Regions from separate parts of the Hordeum vulgare genome. Here region 1 is linked to region 2. The links are chromatin contacts, called in public Hi-C maps. All regions are on one chromosome and are shown on one strand. Each heading gives the region's core, a stretch centred on a gene start, on an enhancer-like site or on the middle of the called end of the contact. The rest is flanking DNA. Distances are from core to core; before and after follow the strand shown.

The links. Hi-C and Micro-C count contacts between places; a contact is called where the count stands out from the background.
Region 1: a Hi-C map of leaf shows a contact between it and region 2, with 8 times the contacts expected there. The contact joins the promoter of LOC123399738 here to the promoter of LOC123398204 in region 2. A contact is called at or near these places in 3 of 6 Hi-C or Micro-C datasets (leaf and seedling).

Annotation. Positions count from the first base shown.
Region 1 is chr5H:108,955,136-108,959,349 of MorexV3_pseudomolecules_assembly, forward strand. It overlaps LOC123399738, which reads left to right and starts at 1,572. Exons shown (of 11, transcript XM_045094123.1): 1 at 1,572-1,826; 2 at 2,038-2,349; 3 at 2,434-2,630; 4 at 2,910-3,359; 5 at 3,587-3,944; 6 at 4,023-4,108. The coding sequence starts at 2,046.
Region 2 is chr5H:108,450,392-108,454,625 of MorexV3_pseudomolecules_assembly, forward strand. It overlaps LOC123398204 (protein SAR DEFICIENT 1-like), which reads right to left and starts at 1,662. Exons shown (of 12, transcript XM_045092701.1): 1 at 1,048-1,662; 2 at 879-927; 3 at 701-750. The coding sequence starts at 1,232.

The DNA of each region.
Region 1 (4,214 bases), core at 322-2,821, 500 kb after region 2:
TCACAACAACAATGAACGATCCTTGAAGCGTCGCGCCCTCGTACTAGTGACAACCGGCCGTTGCAGTGTGCAGCGTCGTGCGTCCGCAACAATGACAACCGAACATTGCAGCATCGTGCGTCGTGCATGTGATCGTAGCGACAACGATCGTTCCTTACAGCGTAACGTGTTTTGATGGCAAGAACGACGAGCGACCCTTGCATCACCGCGCGTCCGTGGCAAGGACAACTGACCATTGCAACATCATGCGCCCGCAACAATGACAACCGACCATTGTAGCATGTGCGTCTGATCGCAGTGACAATGACCGGTCCTTGTAGCGTCTTGCACTATGATTGCAACAACAACGAGTACTGATCCTTGTAGAGTTGTGCATTCCGATCGCACAACGATGACCAGTCCTTGCAGCATCGCGAATCCCACTCACAACAACGACGACCAACCATTGCAGCACCGCGCGTGCCGACACATCAATGGTGATTGATCATCATAGTGCCTCGTGTTCCATTAGCAACAATTACAGCTGGCTATTGTAGCGTCGCACAACCAACAACTATGACTCGCTATTTTAACGTCGCACATCCCGATCATGGCAAGAACGACCAATCATTGCAGCGTCACCCCTCCTGCTTGCAGCAATGATAACCAACCGTTGCAGCACTTCTCGTAACAACTCCGACAACCTTGGAAAAGCAGTTGGTGCCACCTAGTAGCGCTCATCTAGATGGCCTCACAACACAACAACCCTAGAAGTGTCGTCGACCGTTGTTGTGGCGCCACTCGCAATAGGGGCCATCTGCCTTAGGAGGAGCGGGCGTCGGGCAACGTAAAAAAGGGAAAAAGGGCGGAGAGAAAATATGTAGATTGGATAATTCAGCTCAAGATAAGGTTGGGACCGAAAATATGTTGCATAAGAGAGACCATTGATGCGAGCTAAAAAATTTCAGAAATTAGTTGGTGGGTCTAAATATTGCAAATGCCTCAAAAAGGCTGATTTTGTTGCCAAATATTGGTTTCTATTTACACCTTTCTTTGTTGTGATAATGACAGCAACGACGCTGCCACTTTTTTGCTTTAGGAGTGAGTAGGCAAGTAGCTACTAGCTAGCTTAGCAGTGTGCCGTTGAAACGTCAAAACAACGTGTTCGTGTGAATGCTGAGCTCGCAGACCACAGAAACTGAAAAAGGCAGAGAACCACGTATGAACACAGTGCAGCTTGCGCCAAAAAGAAATACGATCAGCGTGATCGTACGGCCGAGCGAGCGGCTGACATGTCTGTTAAAATCAGTCGGATGATTCCAAGGTTTTTCCTTTAACTTTTAGCGGGCAATTATCTACTGTACTTGCTTAAAAAAAGGAATCGACAAAAAACTAGCCTAGGGAAAACGTTTCCGAAAAGGACACGAATAGAAAACCGGCTCCCTGCGCCGCGCTACTGGACCGGCCCACCTCGGGTGCCTTGTAGGCGAGGTGGGCCTATTCGGGCGCCCGTCCGTATGTGCGAATGTCCTTGCTCGGTGCGTTCGTGGGCTGGGGTTTATCCGAGGTCGTCACAAGGTCGGCTTCGGTCGGAGGGGTTTGCCATTGCCATTGCCATTGCCTTCTCCGGCCGCCGTGCGTTCGTTGTTTCCGCCTCTCGAGGTTCCGGCCGTGCGGTCGTTGTTTGGTTCGGTGGGCGGCCCCGCGGCTGCGCGGGGTCGCTTCTGCGGGCTTGGTCGCCATCGGCGGCGGCTCGGTGGTCGCGGTCGCCGGTCTTCCTTCTTGCCCCGTGGCCCCGCCCTTTGTTCTCCGTTAGGTGCCGTCGACGGGCAGGCGGGCCTTCCTTGGTGAGTGCCTTCGCTTCTCTATTGTATTTTCCCTGTTGATTTGGGTGATCAGATTTGGGCTCGATAGCGGTGGGTGCTCCGTGCTCGTTCCCTATTATATTCGGTATTGATAGGCGATTTAGGGATTTTTTGTTAGGGGTTTGTGCATTGCTATTTGTCTGTACATTGTTGGTCTATGTTGATCCTCGTATCCTGCATTTACATGTACCAGAGGCAGCCATGCCAGGCGCAGCGGAGGGCCCCGTTCCGTCAAGTTTGATGGATACGCCTCTTACGGAGGAAAGAAGGGCGGCTAGGCGAGTTCGCCGGAGAGTTTGCCCCTCTGGCTCGCCAACTGCTCCGACTCATGGCGGGTCAGACGACGCACAAGAAATGAGCACAGATTCTACCGAGGTATCAAGCAGTGATTGTTACATTCAGTTGTCAAGTGAAAGTTCAGACGACGGATACGAAAATAGAAGCTCGGGCCATCGCAGAAAACGACGCAAGACGTCTGTGATATCCTCTGCATCCGAGCAATCAGGTGATGTCAGTTTAGTTGCTTGCACATCCGTGTCAGAACTTTAAATTGTTATTACAGTCCCTTTACCTGTGAAGATTTGTACAGGGGAAGACAGTCCTTCTGCATACGAGTCTCTTGAGTCGGATGATGTTCAGATAACTCCAGGGCAAGATTATGTGTTACCGCAAAGGTGTGATCTATCTAACGCCGAAAAGAACAGAGTAGTTGCGCTTATCAAAGAAATCAAACCTAAAGTTACTGTTTTTGTGGCTATCATGTTGAGGTCTTACTCTTCATATGTGGTAAGTTCACTCTTCTCTTCTGTTGAGTGCACAGCACACTGCTTTCAGTCTCAACTCTTTGTTGCTTGCTCTGATGTGCTACATTCATGTTTTCAATGTTATTGAAGAATTACATTATCTGCAAACTTTCATGACCTTTGGAGAACTTATGGATAAAAAATATATTTTTTCTTGCTTGTCAGTGGAAACAATACACCTTTTGGGTTCCAAGCTTAAGTTTGGTATATTATTGTCTTCTTGTTTGACAATGGCATAACATTCTGTTCCATCTGTGGGCAGACCATTCCTAAGGATTACGCTGTTGAGCACTTTCCACATGAAAGTGCAACCGTCACGCTCCAGAGTCCAGGCAAGAACAAGAAATGGCATCCCAGATTCTACAAGAAAGGAACTATGATCAAGCTTACGGGCACTTGGTTACACTTTGTGCGTGATAATGGTGTGCATGTGGGAGATATCTGCATTTTTGTACCCGCAAAAGGTGGAAAACCATTCACGTTTACAGTCCATCTACTTCCCAAAGAAACAACTGATTCTCAAACTGAAGTTTCTCATGAATCTTCGGAGTGTGAGGACTCTCATGGTCAGCCGCCCTACGTTTTACCATATGGAGCCCGTCTATCTCCCTCTGAGAGGAGTGCCGTTCAAAAGAAAGTGCACTCCATCCAATCTGAAGTTCCAATTTACGTGTCAATCATGACAAAGAGCAACCTTGGTTCCAGGCACATGGTAGTAAGCTAATTCCCCTTTTAATATTGATTGGTACCTTTTGATCTTTATTAACTTTTTTTAAGAGTGTATGATTCTTGACCTTCCTACAAGAAACTATATTTGGTTAACTATATAACTCCAAATTAAACCTAGAAATACAGTTTCTGATGTTTTTATGGTAAAATTATTCAGTCTGTGACTAAAGTCTATTACATCTATCTAACTATCTATCTATGAAATACCAGGAATTGAGTAAACGATATGCCGCTGAACATCTCCCCCACAGAAATGTAACTTTGATGTTCCAGTACATGGGAAAGACATGGAATATCAATATGTTGTTTCATGATCGGAAGTACCCCAAAAGGTGGTACCTTATTGGAGGTTGGTCCAAATTTATCGCTGACAACAGTCTGCGATTAGGAGATATCTGTCTCTTTGAACTGAAAAAGGACAAGAAGGAGCTTACCGTAATAGTCCATCTACTTCGCAAAGAGAGTATCGATCACCCCTCTGGTGGAAGTCCTGTTCCGGACTTGAATTATATGAGGGCAAGCACAATGATTGCCTCAACAGTGCGTGTTGGGGAGGAGCCAGATGACGGTATGACAGTATTACACAAGTATTAGTACTATACAAATTCACATATCTTATTTCTGATTTATGTGAAAACTTGTTCAGAAGAAGAAACCTCCTCTTCAGCGCGTGAAGAAGAAGGATTCGATGACGAGCCTATCGAGCATAACCATTCCGAGGGAGTCTCTAAGGTCCCCTATCTGTTTTTCTATGCCAACTTCAGTTCTCTTAAATATTATGTTTGATATTCTTTAATAATATTCTGGTCGTTTAAACATTTTGTTGAGTCGTTTTTTG
Region 2 (4,234 bases), core at 412-2,911:
CGCGACCGCTCCGCCTTGTGCTCCCTCTTCACCGCGCGGAGTGACGGGAGCTCCTTCACCCCCCTCTTGATCAGCAGGCGACAGCGGCGTGCGCGAGCTGCGCACGTCGTAGGCGAGCCGAGCTTGTTGTCGGTAGTACTCCTCTGTCTCACGACGGAAGAGGGACGTCGGCGGCTCAAGGCCTTGGTTGTTGTACCGCCAGGTGGACAACTTCCTCGCAGCGTCGGCGGCGACGTAGCGCTTCCTCTCAGGGTCGTTGCCGCCGCGCCGGCCAAAGCTCCACATCCCGTCCCACATCATGGTGGATCGATGGGCAGGGCGGCGGATTTATGTCACCGGCGGCGAAAAATCACAGGGGAATGGGGAATCACAACGGCGTGCCCAAAGGTACCCATATAATTGCAGAAATGGATAAAAATCCATATCATGGCCATGGACCCGGATATATATTGCGCGAAGGAGAGGGGGTTTCCGGACCCGGTGCCCAAAAATCGGTCAAACCCGTATAATCGTCGGAATTATACGGGCCACGCGGTTTTATTGGGTGTGCTAAAGATGCTTTAAGAAACGTAAATATAAAATCTTAAAGGAAAGTCGAGTTCATAATTAAACAGTTTCTAGAAGATAGTATGAGAAACGGCTGATGTTTCTTTTGAAACAAAATTTGAACACAATAGCATAACAGAGAAATGATCCTTACCGGATCATAAGAGCCTGAAACTTTTGAAACCCTTCCATCTTCCTCTGAACCTATACAAGCACAAAAGAGACAACCAAAATGAGTAGACAGAACAAATCCACAGGCGATGAAGCATAAATCTTGAAATTCCAGCAAAAACGAATACTCGTGCTGCACACACGCAGGCGCGCGCGCTCACCATGCGACCAATCTGGGAGATGCTTTCCGTCACCGTGATGGCGTCGCTCCTGCACGCACGGATTCGCGGGGACAGAAGAGTTAGAGATCAAGAAGCGGAGCTCGACCGACGTGCACCCGATGGACTGAGAAGAAATATGAGGCGGGCAGATGGGGATGGGGGCACGCACATTCGCAGTAGAAAGAGCACGACGAGCACGGTCCGCCGCATGAGCCGCGTCCCCGGCGACGCCGGCGAAGTCGGCGCCTGCCAGCCGGCGGCGCTGGCGTTGGCGACCCCGACGCGCAGGCGCTTCGCCTCCTCCCGGCCTGCGCCGGCGCCCGTCAGGGCCAGCTGCCTCTTCGGCGGCGCCATGTCACCGACGAATCGCTCCCCCCCTCTCTCTGCGGCACCAGTTCTTGCACGATAGCAGCGTCGACGGAGGCGGAACAGGAAGGGGTCGAAGGAGAAGAAGAAAATGGGTTGGCGGCGTTCAGCTCACGCTACCGTTGGGCTTTATGGGGCGACCATTGAGATGTAGAGCACGGCGTGGAGGATTAAGGACAATTGTTTCGGTCTTCACCGAGCGTGTTTCGACGGATTTGGTAGGTGAGAGTGAGAGCTCGATGGGGGACGACTTGGGAGGAAGTCAAGCACTCAACCCCACTTCACTTCGCTTCGCTTCACTCGCCTTCTTGTTGCTGCGGGCGGCGCGGAAAGGGAAAGCGCGGGGAGCCTCGCTCTTGTCTCGTCCGTGGACGGCTGAACGCGGCGAAGCCCCGAAGACACGTACGTACGAGGAAACCGATCGATCGATGCGGCGAGGGCGATGCCGCCCTTATTTTCTCTCTCTTGAGTCTTGCAAGATTCCTCTCTCTCGCCGTTAAGTTTCTTCTTCCCCCCCCCCCCCCCCCCCCCCCGCGCTGAAAAATTCGTGTTCCTTGGCCGTAAGCACGTAACATTTCCTTTGCGGGTTTTTTTTACATACATGAAATTTAAGAACGTAGCTCACTTGGCAATGTGGGAGAGTTCGCAGCCAGTCCAGTGTTCGAGTCTTGGCTTAAGCGTCTCGTATCCATGAAGTTTTTCTTTATAAAAAAAATGTCAACAAGCTAGTCTAGCACGGGTTTGATCTCTTTTTTTTGTACATGAAATTTTTGTTGCGTTGGTCACTTTTTGCTTCTTTCTTAATTCTTTCGGAGCGCACAGATGAGGAGGACGGGCCTTGGAGAAGAACCAACTCCACTATCTACCTTAGGGCGAAGTCATAGGAAGAATATTTTTTAAAACCTGAGTGTATATACGTCCTATATGCAAAAAAAATAACAATTCAATAAAAATTTAAAAATTCTTAGAAATATTTTTAAAATAAACTCGACCTTCCATTATACTTGTAAACAATTCCACAAAAAATAAATTACATTTTGACTTCTTTTCAAAAAAGACAATTTTTTTGTCAAAATGACCTATAATAACAAATAAATTTTGTCTTTTTTGTCCATAAGTCAATGTTGACTTTTTTCATGAAAATTTATACAATAATACAAAACAAAGTCAAGTTTAACCTAAAATAGGTCGGAACTATTTTGACTTTTTAATTAATTATTAAAAAAATCTTTATATATGGTGCATATACAACCAGAAACATGTATTTTCCAAAGTAATAGCCTCATCATCTATCTAATTACTAGGGGGAAGCTACAATCCTGTTATCTATCTTAGTGGTGGAGGTGTAGGGGGTCGTTGAAATTTTTCATAGGTGGTGTGGGGCTTAGAGGCATGGCCGGGGCGGTGACCAGCAACATCGAGGATAGGGCAAGGCAGCAAGGCAGTGTACAGTAGCTCCCTCGACCAAGGGGGAGAGAGGCAGGCAGATGGGTGGGGTAGGCTGCGAAGAGGAGGAATTGTCACGTGGGAGGAAGATGGAGATAAAAAAGATGAACATACCATAAAATGATTGAGGTTGGATATTGATCGGATGGGCATGAAAGAAAGTGACTGATGGCGTGTGGTTTTCGTGAAGGAGAAGGCGCTCGCCCCAATGATCGTCAATGCACGCGACCACCTCCTCTTCTACCTCGGACGAAACATCGGCACCTCCTCCTGGAGCACTAGGACGGTGGCCGACAAAGCGACACCCGAGAAGGAGCACTAGGAGCATGTGGAGTGACGTTTGGCCTTCATGACGTAGAACGTTGCGTCGAACTGGGTGTACGCCAACCCAAACCTCTCGCTGGCCTGACCAAGGATAGGTTCAAGACCACCTCGTAGAAGTTCGCTTGTCGGAGACGCCAGAACGATCATCGTCGCTGGCCAGATGCTGTCGATCGAACGTGTGAGGCGGAGCGGCTCCACCGCAAACACACATCGGCGACCAATAAGGGATGTTGTGATCCGTGGGAGGCCGTTCACCGCTGGAAGGACGACGACAACAACAATGTCGGCAACGCCGATGGAGGTGCGGTGGTCTCGGAGGTCATGCCTACGAGGTCACTCCCGGTACCTCGTGTAGTTTAATTAATTTATTTATTTTAGTTGAACTTGTTAAATAATGTCCGATTTCCATATAATATATGAAATTAACTTACATTTTGTCCGCTTGTGAAATATTCATTTGAAATGTAGGTGAGCATTTACTACATTGGGTTGGATGGACGCTTCCTTAGAGCATTTCTAGCGGACCTCGTAAAAACGCAAACTGTAAAACTGGGATACAGGTCGAAAAAGGCATTTTAAGGATCCATTTTAGCTATGTCCGAATAGAAACTGTAAAATAAAATTTTAAACTGCGGTAAACAACTTCTTCCTCCGGTCCGCCGGCAGCCGCCCCTTCCTCTAGCTGGTCGCGCCCAACCCCGTCGGACGCGCCCCGTCGCTTGTTGGCCGCGGCCCATCCCCGTCGGTCGCGTCCCATCATCACGCTGGCCACGCCTTGTCGCCTGTCGGCCATGCCCCGTCGCTTCCGTCGTCAGCGACTTGCTCTGTTGCCAGCCGTGCCCCTTTGCCTGACGCGCCGGGAGGATTCCGACGGCCAGGCTGAGGTCTTGGGAGGCCATGGCGAGGTCGAGCTCGCCCAATTCAAACCGGCGGTGATCGACTACGGCGTCGAGCGGCCTTTTCCGGCATGCGGTGATGAATTCTGTCAAGTTTAGGGCAGATTCCGGCAAACTCCACGGCGACATGTTTGCTCCTACGAGGTTTGACCGGCATATGGGCCCCCCTAGGATCGGTCTTCTAACCTTCAAAAATAAGGGTTTCAGGTGTGGCTTTACCGTGTCCCTTTAAAATTTTACGAGTTGGACCACTTTTACGGTTTCTGTTCTGCACACTTTTTATGACCAAAACTATAAAACGTAATTTTTTTACGAGTTTGACCA